Linked DNA regions of Oryctolagus cuniculus: region 1 is linked to region 2. The links are chromatin contacts, called in public Hi-C maps. All regions are on one chromosome and are shown on one strand. Each heading gives the region's core, a stretch centred on a gene start, on an enhancer-like site or on the middle of the called end of the contact. The rest is flanking DNA. Distances are from core to core; before and after follow the strand shown.

Region 1 (4,679 bases), core at 1,279-3,778, 65 kb after region 2:
TAGCTTGAAAATGAAGTCAAGGTCAGTGCCCCTTGACCCATTGCCCTTGAGGGAGGGTCTGGACCCTTTCAGGGTGGATGCCGACTGTAATTGCCCCCTGAATGTAACTAAAAACCAGCTATAGAAAACCTCAGGCACTTGGCAGGCTTTGGAATCTTGAAGCAGAAATGAGTCACAATCAAGACCTCTGAGCCGCTCAGGGCACTAGCCAGCAGCACGGCGTCCAGAGGCGTGAGTGTCGCTCCAAGGTGAACAGCGCCTTTGAAGTCTGGAGGGCACGGGCCCTGTGGGCAGTCTGCTGCTCCTTCCCTGGGGAGCCCCAGCAAGAAGCTCCTACACCTCCTACACTGCCCCCTGCGGAGCAAAACTGTGCTTGCTCAATGTAGGTCAGAGCCTGCCAACCCTGCTCATAGAGAAAGTGCAGAAGACAGACGGGACCCCTCCCTCCCTCCCTCCCTCCCCCACTCAGGAATGGCTGCTGTCTCAGGCCCTTCCCCAAGGCCTCTCCTTGGAGGCGAAGAGTGAACCGCCCTGAAGACCTGAGCTGGGGAGCAAAGGTGCAGCTGATGGAGGAGGGGTGGTAACTGGATCGCAGGTGCTGGCAACCAGCCTTCCACTGGGTGGTCCCCGCGGCCCACCTCTGGCAGCTTCCCAGAGAAGCACACTCGTTTGGTTTCTCCGCTTGCAGCAGCCCGGCCCCTTTGTTCTTTAAGAGCTGCTCACCCTGCAGTCCAGTAATGGCTGGGATAATGTCCCCCTTATTATAGAAAACCCATTTCCCATCCCCTGCCTCTGCTGAGCCCCTCTCCACGGCGGCTCCCAGCTCCCACGCGCACTGTGCTGATTTGGGTACCTGGCCCAGCCTTTTCTGTGCACCTGCAAAATGGGTCTGGCTACTCCGAAGGCAGCAGATGCTGATCTGGCCACCTCCACAGCTGGCCACCCCACGGTGGTTCAGCTCTCCACCTCATGGGAGGGGAGAACGCCTCACTGAGCTGACTTCCAGCCATTTCATACAGATAATAATTCCTAATGATTTTATGCAGCCTTTTGGGTGTCAGGCACTATTCAGAGTGTTTAGATGCATTAGTCATTTAATCCTCACAACTCCACGAGGCATATATTATTGTTAGTCCCAATTACACACTGAGGAAAGTTGAGCAAATAGAGGTTTGCTGACATGCCCAGAGTTCTGTGGAAAGAACAGGGCCCAGAAGCGGGCTTGGGACACCCTCATCCTCTGTGGGAGTGCCTGGGTTTGAACCCTGGCTGATTCCAGCTTCCTACTGATGCAGACCCTGGGAGCAGCAGTGATCAACCACGTGTTCGAGTTCCTGCCACCCACGTGGGAAGACCTGGACTGAGTTCTTGGCTCCAGATCATTTGGGAAGTGAACCAATGGGTGGGCACTCTGTCTCTCTCCCTAATAAATAAAATAAATATTGAAAACAGGATCTAGATGTCAGCATGTTCCAAAAACGCCATACAGGAGGCTCCTGAGGGTTCACGCGGCCGAGACCCAGTCCCCGCCTAGGACTGAGTAAGATGTAACGGGTGGAGGAGCGTTTGAAGGGCAGACACCTGAAAGAGGAAGGGGAAGGAAAACAGAAAGTGGACACTGGGAGCAGATCCAGAGAGGGCCTCAGACTCCTCTCCAATCTCCAAGACCTGGCTATCACTCAAGACAGAACCAGATGGCAGTGGGAACAGGAAGCTAAAGAAAAGAGAGTGTTGGTGAGCTGGGGGCTAGAGAGGCCCGCACACTCCTTCCCCTGACCCACAGAAGGGGTGAAATGGACGGATGCAGCATGTGCTGGGAACTAACCTGGGGCTCAGCAGTGCTGGGAGCTGCTTACCCTCTCTCGGGACTGCAGATTCATGGCGAACCCAGGCAGTCACGGCCATGAGCCGCGAGCCCTGGAAGCAGTCAGCTTATTATGGCAGCTTTCTTAGTGACCGCATTTTTCCAAAAGCCCCACACGCCAGAGGCCTCTCCACAGGGCTCCCCAGTTCCTGGGGAGCAGAGATAGAGATCGAATCGGAATGCTCTGCCAACAGGGCTCCAGGCAGGCCTGGCAATGCCAGCTCCCTGGCCCTGAAGCAGGCAGCAGGCTGCCAGGACAGGCACAGGCCAGGAGTGAAGAAAGCCAGGGAGAGCCACTCCCAAGGCCCTTGTGCTTTGGAAAACACTCCAGAAAACACACACACACACACACACACACAAACACACAGAAAAGGTGACACAAAGGATTTCCTGCCTCCTCCCTCCTGTGAGAAATTCCCTGGAGGTCCTTCCAGGAGCCATGTGTCTGTCTTCATAACAATCCTAGACACAGGTCAAAGTTTCCCAACCACCTTACAAACAGGAAGTGGAGAGAAAGGCAAGATAATGGAGACTTGTGAGGATCCGTTGTTGTCGCCGTGGAGTGTGCTGGCTCTGGTGACGGACAACATTGGGGATCTTTCATTGCTGTTGGATGGGAGGGGGGAGCTTGGATCCGCAGCCTGGAACTGGAGGCCAGAGGAAAACAGAGTTAGCAGGAAGGCAGATGGGGTGCAGGTCGGCAAGGAGAAGGGAGAGGGAGGGGCAAAGGAAAGAGAGAGGGCAAAAGGGAAAGAGGAGGGGAAATAGAATCACTGTTGACTCCTCTGTCTTCACTCCTCCCTGCCTCTCCCATCCTCCACAAGGCGCCCTTAAACAGGACATGAAAAATGGAAGGAAAAAATATTATTTTGCAAAACAAAGTGAAATCCATGTATGTTTTTTGCATAATGCGCATTTGCCATGAGCTTTTGGGAGTCCCCCGCTGTGTGCTGTCAGTCAGTAAGTTCTTGCCCCTGGCACTGGGACTCCCTTCACTTCTTAGACCTCTGCCACTCACCCCCAGGTCCTTCCTGCCTCCCACCAGAACCTGTCTGTGGCTTCCAATGCTTCTTATCTTCAGTTGTTCTCATCTCTAGCTTACCCTTCTCCCTATTCCAGGTTTGGCTCCTTAAAGCAATTTTTCATGGGGCTGGCTCTGTGGCCTAGTGGGTAAAGCCACCGCCTGCAGTGCTGGCATCCCATATGGCCGCTGGTTCAAGACCCAGCTGTTCCACTTCCAATCCAGCTCTCTGCTATCGCCTGGGAAAGCAGCAGAAGATGGCCCAAGTCCTTGGGCCCCTGCACCCACATGGGAGACCCAGAAGAAGCTCCTGGCTCCTGGCTTTGGATTGGCGCAGGTCTAGCCATTGCGGCCATTTGGGGAGTGAACCAACTGAAGGAAGACCTTTCTCTCTGTGTGTCCCTCTCTATCATCTGTAACTCTCTCAAATAATCTCTTACTGTATCATTTTTCTTTTTAAAATTTTTAAAAGATTTATTTATTTATTTGAAAGGCAGAGTTACAGAAACAGAGACAGCGAGAACTTCCATGTGCTGGATCACTCCTCACATTGCCTCAATGGCTAGGACTGGGCCAGATTGGAGCCAGGAGCCAGGATCCGGGAGCCGGGAGCCAGGAGCTTCTTCCAGGTCTCCCATGTGGGTGCAGGGGCCCAAAGGACTTGGGCCATCTTCCCTTGCTTTCCCAGGCCATAGCAGGGAACTGGATTGGAAGTGGAGCAGTCGGGACTCGAATTGGTGCCCACATAGGATGGCAGCATCACAGGCAGCAGCTTAACCCGCCACGCCACAGCGTTTTTCATAGGCTCTTCTTTGACTCCCACCCCCCCAGTTGGGTATAATGGAACACACACGAGGTTCTGGTAGACCAGCCCTCGGGGGCTCTCTGCCTCAGCACTACTGACAGGTGGGAAAGGACACTGCTGGGCAGGATGTCCTGGGCGTGTTCGGATGTCAGCAGCATTCCTGCTACCCAGGGGCATGTCCTTCCCCTGGCCCCACTGTGATAGCAAAAATGTCTCCCAATGTCTCCAGGGGGACAGAGCTACCTCTGGTGAAGAGCCACTGGCCTAGAGTGAAATCCTAGCTTTGTCACCTCCTGGCTGTGCTCCCCTGGGTAAGTGACAGAACCTCTCTGAGCTGTGGTGTCCTCAGTATTACTACAGAGCAACATCTGTCTACAGAGCCATTGTGAGAATTGAGGTAATTCTAACTCGCAGTACCTACCACACATAATAGTTAACGCACGACGAGCTCTCATTGAGCCTCTGTTCTTTTCCTTGATCTTCATTCTTTTACTCACTCAGAAGACGTTGGTGTTGGCAGTGGGTACAAACCAGAAGTTCCACCAACCTTAGCCTCCTCTTGGGTGTATTAGAATACCCGTCTTGACTGTCATTATAAGGGACAAAGTAACTGGACAATAGGGGTTTTTCTCCTTTCTCAAGAAGTCCATGGCTGATATGCTAGTTTTAAGGGAGTCTGTTTTCACTTTGTGAGGGCTTCTTGTCTCACAGTGATCAAGAACGAGGAGAGTGGGCAAAGCAAGCGAAAGTAGGTTTATCGCAAGTTGGAGCAAACTGTTGAAATCTTTACTTAGTACAGAGTTGGTCTTCAGTATATAAAGATAATTAATTAAAAATGAACCTTATTGAGGAATGGGATGGGAGAGGGAGTAGGAGGTGGGGTGGGAATGGGGGTGGGAGGGTGGGTATGGGGGGAAGAACCACTATATTCCAAAAGCTGTACCTATGAAATTTAAAAAAGAAAAGAAAGTTTGAGTCTCCTGCCAAAA
Region 2 (4,994 bases), core at 1,744-4,243:
CGGCATCTTATATGGGCGCCAGTACAAGTCCCGGCTGCTCCTCTTCTGATCCAGCTCTCTGCTGTGGCCTGGGAAAGCAGTGGAAGATGCCCCAGATCCTTGGGCCCCTGCACCTACATGGGAAGACCCAGAGGAAGCTCCTGGCTTTGGATCAGCACAGCTCCGGCCGTTGCTGCCAATAGGGGAGTGAACCAGCAAATGGAGGACCTCTATATCTCTCTACCTCTCCTTCTCTCTCTGTGTAACTCTGACTTTCAAATAAATAAATAAATAAATCTAAAAAAAAAAAAAAAGATGCCTGTGTCCCACATCAGAGTGCCTGGGTTCAATTCCTGGCCCCGGCTCCTGACTCCAGCTTCCTGTCAATGCAGAACCTGGAGACAGTGGTGACAGCTCAAGTGGTAGGATTCTTGCCACTCATGCAGGAGACCTGGAGACCTGGATTGAGTTCCTTAGTTGGCGGGAGCATTTAGTGAAGTAAATCAACGGGTGGAAGCACTCTCTGGCTCTCAAAAATATTTTTAACAAATTTTTAAAGAATAATTGGGGCTGGCGCTGTGGTTCACTTGGTTAATCCTCCGCCTGTGGCACCGGCATCCCATATGGGCGCCGGGTTCTAGTCCTGGTTGCCCCTCTTCCAGTCCAGCTCTCTGCTGTGGCCTGGGAGGGCAGTGGAGGATGGCCCAGGTGCTTGGGCCCCTGTACCCGCATGGGAGACCAAGAAGAAGCACCTGGATCCTGGCTTCGGATCGGTGCAGTGCCGGCCGTTACGGCCATTTGGGGTGTGAAACAATGGAATGAAGACCTTTCTCTCTGTCTCTCTCTCTATCTATAACTCTTCCTGTCAAATTAAAAATAAATAAATAAACCCTAGTTCCACTGTTTACTGGCAATGAAATCTTAGTTGACTTAGTGTTCAAAATAGGGATATTACCCAGCCCTTATTTCAGCAGTTGCTATGAGCATTAAAGGAATTATTATATGTGAAGTATTTAGCTCAATGCCTGGCACAGAGTAAGCACTATATATAAGTGGTATCTATTATCTCTATTATCTCAGTACTATTTACAATAAAATCTGTCTGATTTTATTATTAGCATATGATGGAATATACATAGCCATTAAAATGAGTCCTTAAAATAATATTTAATCACATATAATGGAAAATGCAAAGAACAGGAAACAAAATGTGTATACAAATATTGTCCCATACCACTCATGTTGATTAAAACAGTACTCTGGAGGCAGGCACTGTGGCATAGTGGGTAAAAGCCACTGCCTGCAGCACCAGCATTCCATATGGGCACTGGTTCAAGTCCCAGCTGCTCCATTTCCAATCCTGATCCCTGCTAATGTGTGTGGGAAAGCAGTGGAGGATGGTCCAAGTCCTTGGACTCCTGCACCCACGTGGGAGACCTGGAAGAAGCCCTTGGCTTCGCCTTGGTTCAGCCCTGGCCATTGTGCCTTTTTGGGGAGTGAACCAGTGGATGGACGACCTCTCTCTCTCTCTCTCTCTCTCTCTTTCTCTGTCTCAACCTTTCTGTAACTCTTTCAGATCAATCAATAATTTTTTTTAAAAAGCACTCTGTACAAATAAAGATGCAATACAGAAGATAGGAATTACATTAAAATATTAACAAAGACTGTATCTGGGTGTCAGTATAGGGTTAGGGCTTTCTTCTTTATACTGCTCTGTATTTTCCAAAATCCCACTTTAGGAGGCATACAAATCACCTGGTAATCTTGCTAAAATGAATTTTCTGGATCAATAGATTTGGGATTTTGCAGGTCCCACATATCCAGGAGGCCTGAGTGATGCTACCAGAGCAAGTGCCACCATTTGAATAAGCAAGGTGTGGCAGCAACACATCTGTACCAAGTGAGGGCTGGCTTGTGGAAGTACAGGCTGCCAGTACCAATCTCCAGAATTTCCAATTTAGTAGGTCTACGTCGGACTTGAGAATTTGCATTTTGAACAGTTTCCCAGGCAATGCTGATGCTGCAGGTCTGGAAACCACACTTGGACAACTGCTGCTTTAGAGCATTTTTTTTTTCTTAGCATGGGGGGTGGGGCACAAGAAATGCCAGTGTTCTTGGTTGCCTCCAAAGTCAAATCTTTACTCTCCATCCAACAGCCTGTGTAATGCAACCCTATCATTTCCCACACCTTCTATTTGGGCCTCAAAAGCAATCTTCTATGCACTAAACATCAGGACCCCTGCCGGATTTCGGTTCCTTCCATTTCCTCCTGCCCAAATCCTACCTTTCCTTCAAGGCCTTCAACTGCTATTTTCTGTTATGCCTGGGATCCTCCAAAACGGCCCTCCCCACCCCCGCCCCAGGGCCGTTTCTGACCCTCCCAGTCTCTACCTGGTGCCTTGACTCTATCATGGATTGTGTTGATGGTCAATCTCTTAGGGGTACAGGGGTGACTTGCTCATCTCTGCCTCTTGGCCTTAGCAAATCCTCAACAGACAGCTGCCACTCAGGGTGGACTCAAAGAATGAATGAAGGAATGATGCCTGCTGGCCAAGGGCACGAACTATCCTGTAAATGGAAACCAGAACCCTATGCACGCCAAGCCTGATGACCGAAAGGAACAGGTGTTTTCCATCTCTGATATCTGTGATTCATTGTGCACAGCTGTGCGCGCGTGCGTGCGTGTGCACACACATACACACCCCTCACAGTAAGCACATATAGGCTCCTGGTACACGACGCCCCACGGCGAAGGGCAGAGCACGTCCATGTTCTGGGCGCTTCGGGAGCCACACACCCAAATACACCTCAGCGACCACCTGCGTCCATGAAAGGGAGGCCCTGCCCCCCTTAAAAATAGTACTGCCTTGCTGCAAATAAGGGGGAGCTAGGGGTTGTGCCCACGCCCCGTGTGCTCGCCGCACCTTGCTTGTGAGCGTTCCAGAAATCCATCGAGAGCGAGTCTGCACGCCCTGCCTCGCCACCGCCCTCACCCCCATTCCCACCCACGCACGCACACGCCCCTTCCCCCATTAGGCTCTTCCAGACCAGGCGCGTCTCCGAGAATTGAATTGAATGGGAAAGAGCGGGGCCGCCTTTGTCATTAATCCTCCCCCACCCCCTCGGCGAGCCAAGCTTCTTCCGGGTCAGCGACAATCGCCGCCACCCCAGTCGGGCCCGCGGTCCCCCGGCACCGAGAGCCCCTGGGCGCGCGAGGGCCGGGCTGCCGCGGCGGGCAGGTGGCGGGCGGGGAGGAGGGCGGGCAGCGCGCGAGTGGGGGAGGGAGGCGAGCCGGGGCGGGCGATCGGAGCAGCGGGAGGAGCAGAGAGCAGCCTCCGGCAGCTGGCGAGGAGAATGGGAGTGCGGGGCCACCGGCCGCCGCGGGGTATCACGGCCGCGGCCGAGCCTGCCAGGCGCGGAACCGGCGCCCGCCGCTTTTAAACCCCAGAGGGCGCGGCGGTAGCGGCGGGCGGATCTCGACACGCGCGGAACGCCCGGGCGGCGGCCGGATGGAGAGGAAGGGTTCGGCAGCCGGGGCCAAGGGGAACCCGAGCCCGCCCGCGGCCGGAGAGGGGCAGCGGCCCCCGCCACCGCTTTGCGCCCCGGGCGGCGGCGGGGCCCCAGCGCGGGGCCAGGCTGGGGCGGCGGCCGAGTCCGCAGAGCTCATCCGGCGCGCGCACGAGTTCAAGAGCCAAGGGGCGCAGTGCTACAAGGACAAGAAATTCCGCGAAGCCATCGGCAAATACCACCGGGCATTGCTGGAGCTGAAGGGGCTGCTGCCGCCCCCCGGGGAAAGGGAGCGGGACTCGCGCACGGCCTCCCCGGCCGGGACCCCCAAGCTCGGCCGCCTGTCGGACGAGCAGAGCAAGACGGTGGAGGCCATCGAGGTGGACTGCTACAACAGCCTGGCAGGTGAGTCTCGCCGCGCCCCGCCGCCTGCGCTCCGCCCGCCCAGCGCCGGGACTCGGTCCTGCGCGTCCCGCCGGACCACTGCGGCGCACCCGCGGTGCAGACGCCGCGGCTGCGACCGCACCGCTCTGGGGAGGTCAGCCTGGGAGGGGGACGCTTCGGGAAAAGTGTGACTTTCCGCATTCTGCCTTCCGATGGCGCCCCTTTCCTTTGCATGTATCGTAAATCTCACTTACAAATGACTGGACAGAAAAGGGACTCAGCTGGTCTGACGACGACAGCTGCTGGTCCCGCCCGCCAGCAGACCTGGTCCAAAATGCAGGAACAGTGCCTAGGGTGGGCCCCACCACCCACCCTTCGCCAGGCGTTGGCCTGCGGGCGGGTCCTAAGGACAGCCAGTGCACCTGTCTGCTCTCCCAAGATATCATTGATACCAGAGTGGCCCCTGCCACCCCCAACTAACCACATCCCGTGAGTAAGGCCCTAACCCAAGTTCTTCCGTCCCAGTAACAAACCGGAGTTTGCCACAATGACTTCAGCATCTTGAGCAAAATGGATTCCAAAATGCCCCTTCTCTCTGAGCTCTGCTGGGGCTCCTGGTTGCCGTTGGCTGACGGGCTTGAGCTCTGCCGCATTCCTGCCCTCCTGCCTGCCCTGGGTCCCACCTGAGGCTTGGAGTGGGAGAGAGGGGGACCCTTCTGTTAGGCTAAGGTGTGCATTCCAGAGTTCACGTTGAGAATGAGTGCCAAAGTCTGGCCTACATTTTTTTTTTAACTTGGACACAGGAAAATTTAGAGTCTTTCAAAAAGGAAGAGTGGTCGTGTATTTGAAAAGCACCCTCTCATCTTCTCCCACCCCACTGGGTGGGGTTTTGGCTTTGTTGAGCTGCTCTAACCGAATAAAAGGCCATTCTGCTAGTACCTAACGCTTGAAGTTGCCTGAACTTGCCAGGGACTGTTAGAGCAGAGGAGGGTGGAGGGTGTGACCCACTGGATGTGTCTGGTACCCAGGCCCTTGTGGGATGTAAGTTCTGATAATTCTACTCTGTCCCTCCCTGTGAGGTCTCTAGCACCCTCCCACAAGGCCATGTTCAGTATCATCTGTAC

What was found. Hi-C and Micro-C count contacts between places; a contact is called where the count stands out from the background.
Region 1: a contact with region 2 is called in a Hi-C map of embryonic fibroblasts, with 1.6 times the contacts expected there. The contact joins the enhancer-like site here to the promoter of TTC9 in region 2.

What each region holds. Positions count from the first base shown.
Region 1 is chr20:16,738,978-16,743,656 of mOryCun1.1, forward strand. All of the region lies in intron 2 of TTC9 (tetratricopeptide repeat domain 9), which reads left to right. Among named protein-coding and RNA genes, the nearest start is that of TTC9, 65 kb to the left of the region's middle. Within about 2 kb of position 2,529, at least 1 of the 8 cell types and tissues checked has an H3K27ac peak or open chromatin away from gene starts, as enhancers often do.
Region 2 is chr20:16,673,565-16,678,558 of mOryCun1.1, forward strand. It overlaps TTC9 (tetratricopeptide repeat domain 9), which reads left to right and starts at 2,994. Exons shown (of 4, transcript XM_070065172.1): 1 at 2,994-3,891. The coding sequence starts at 3,489.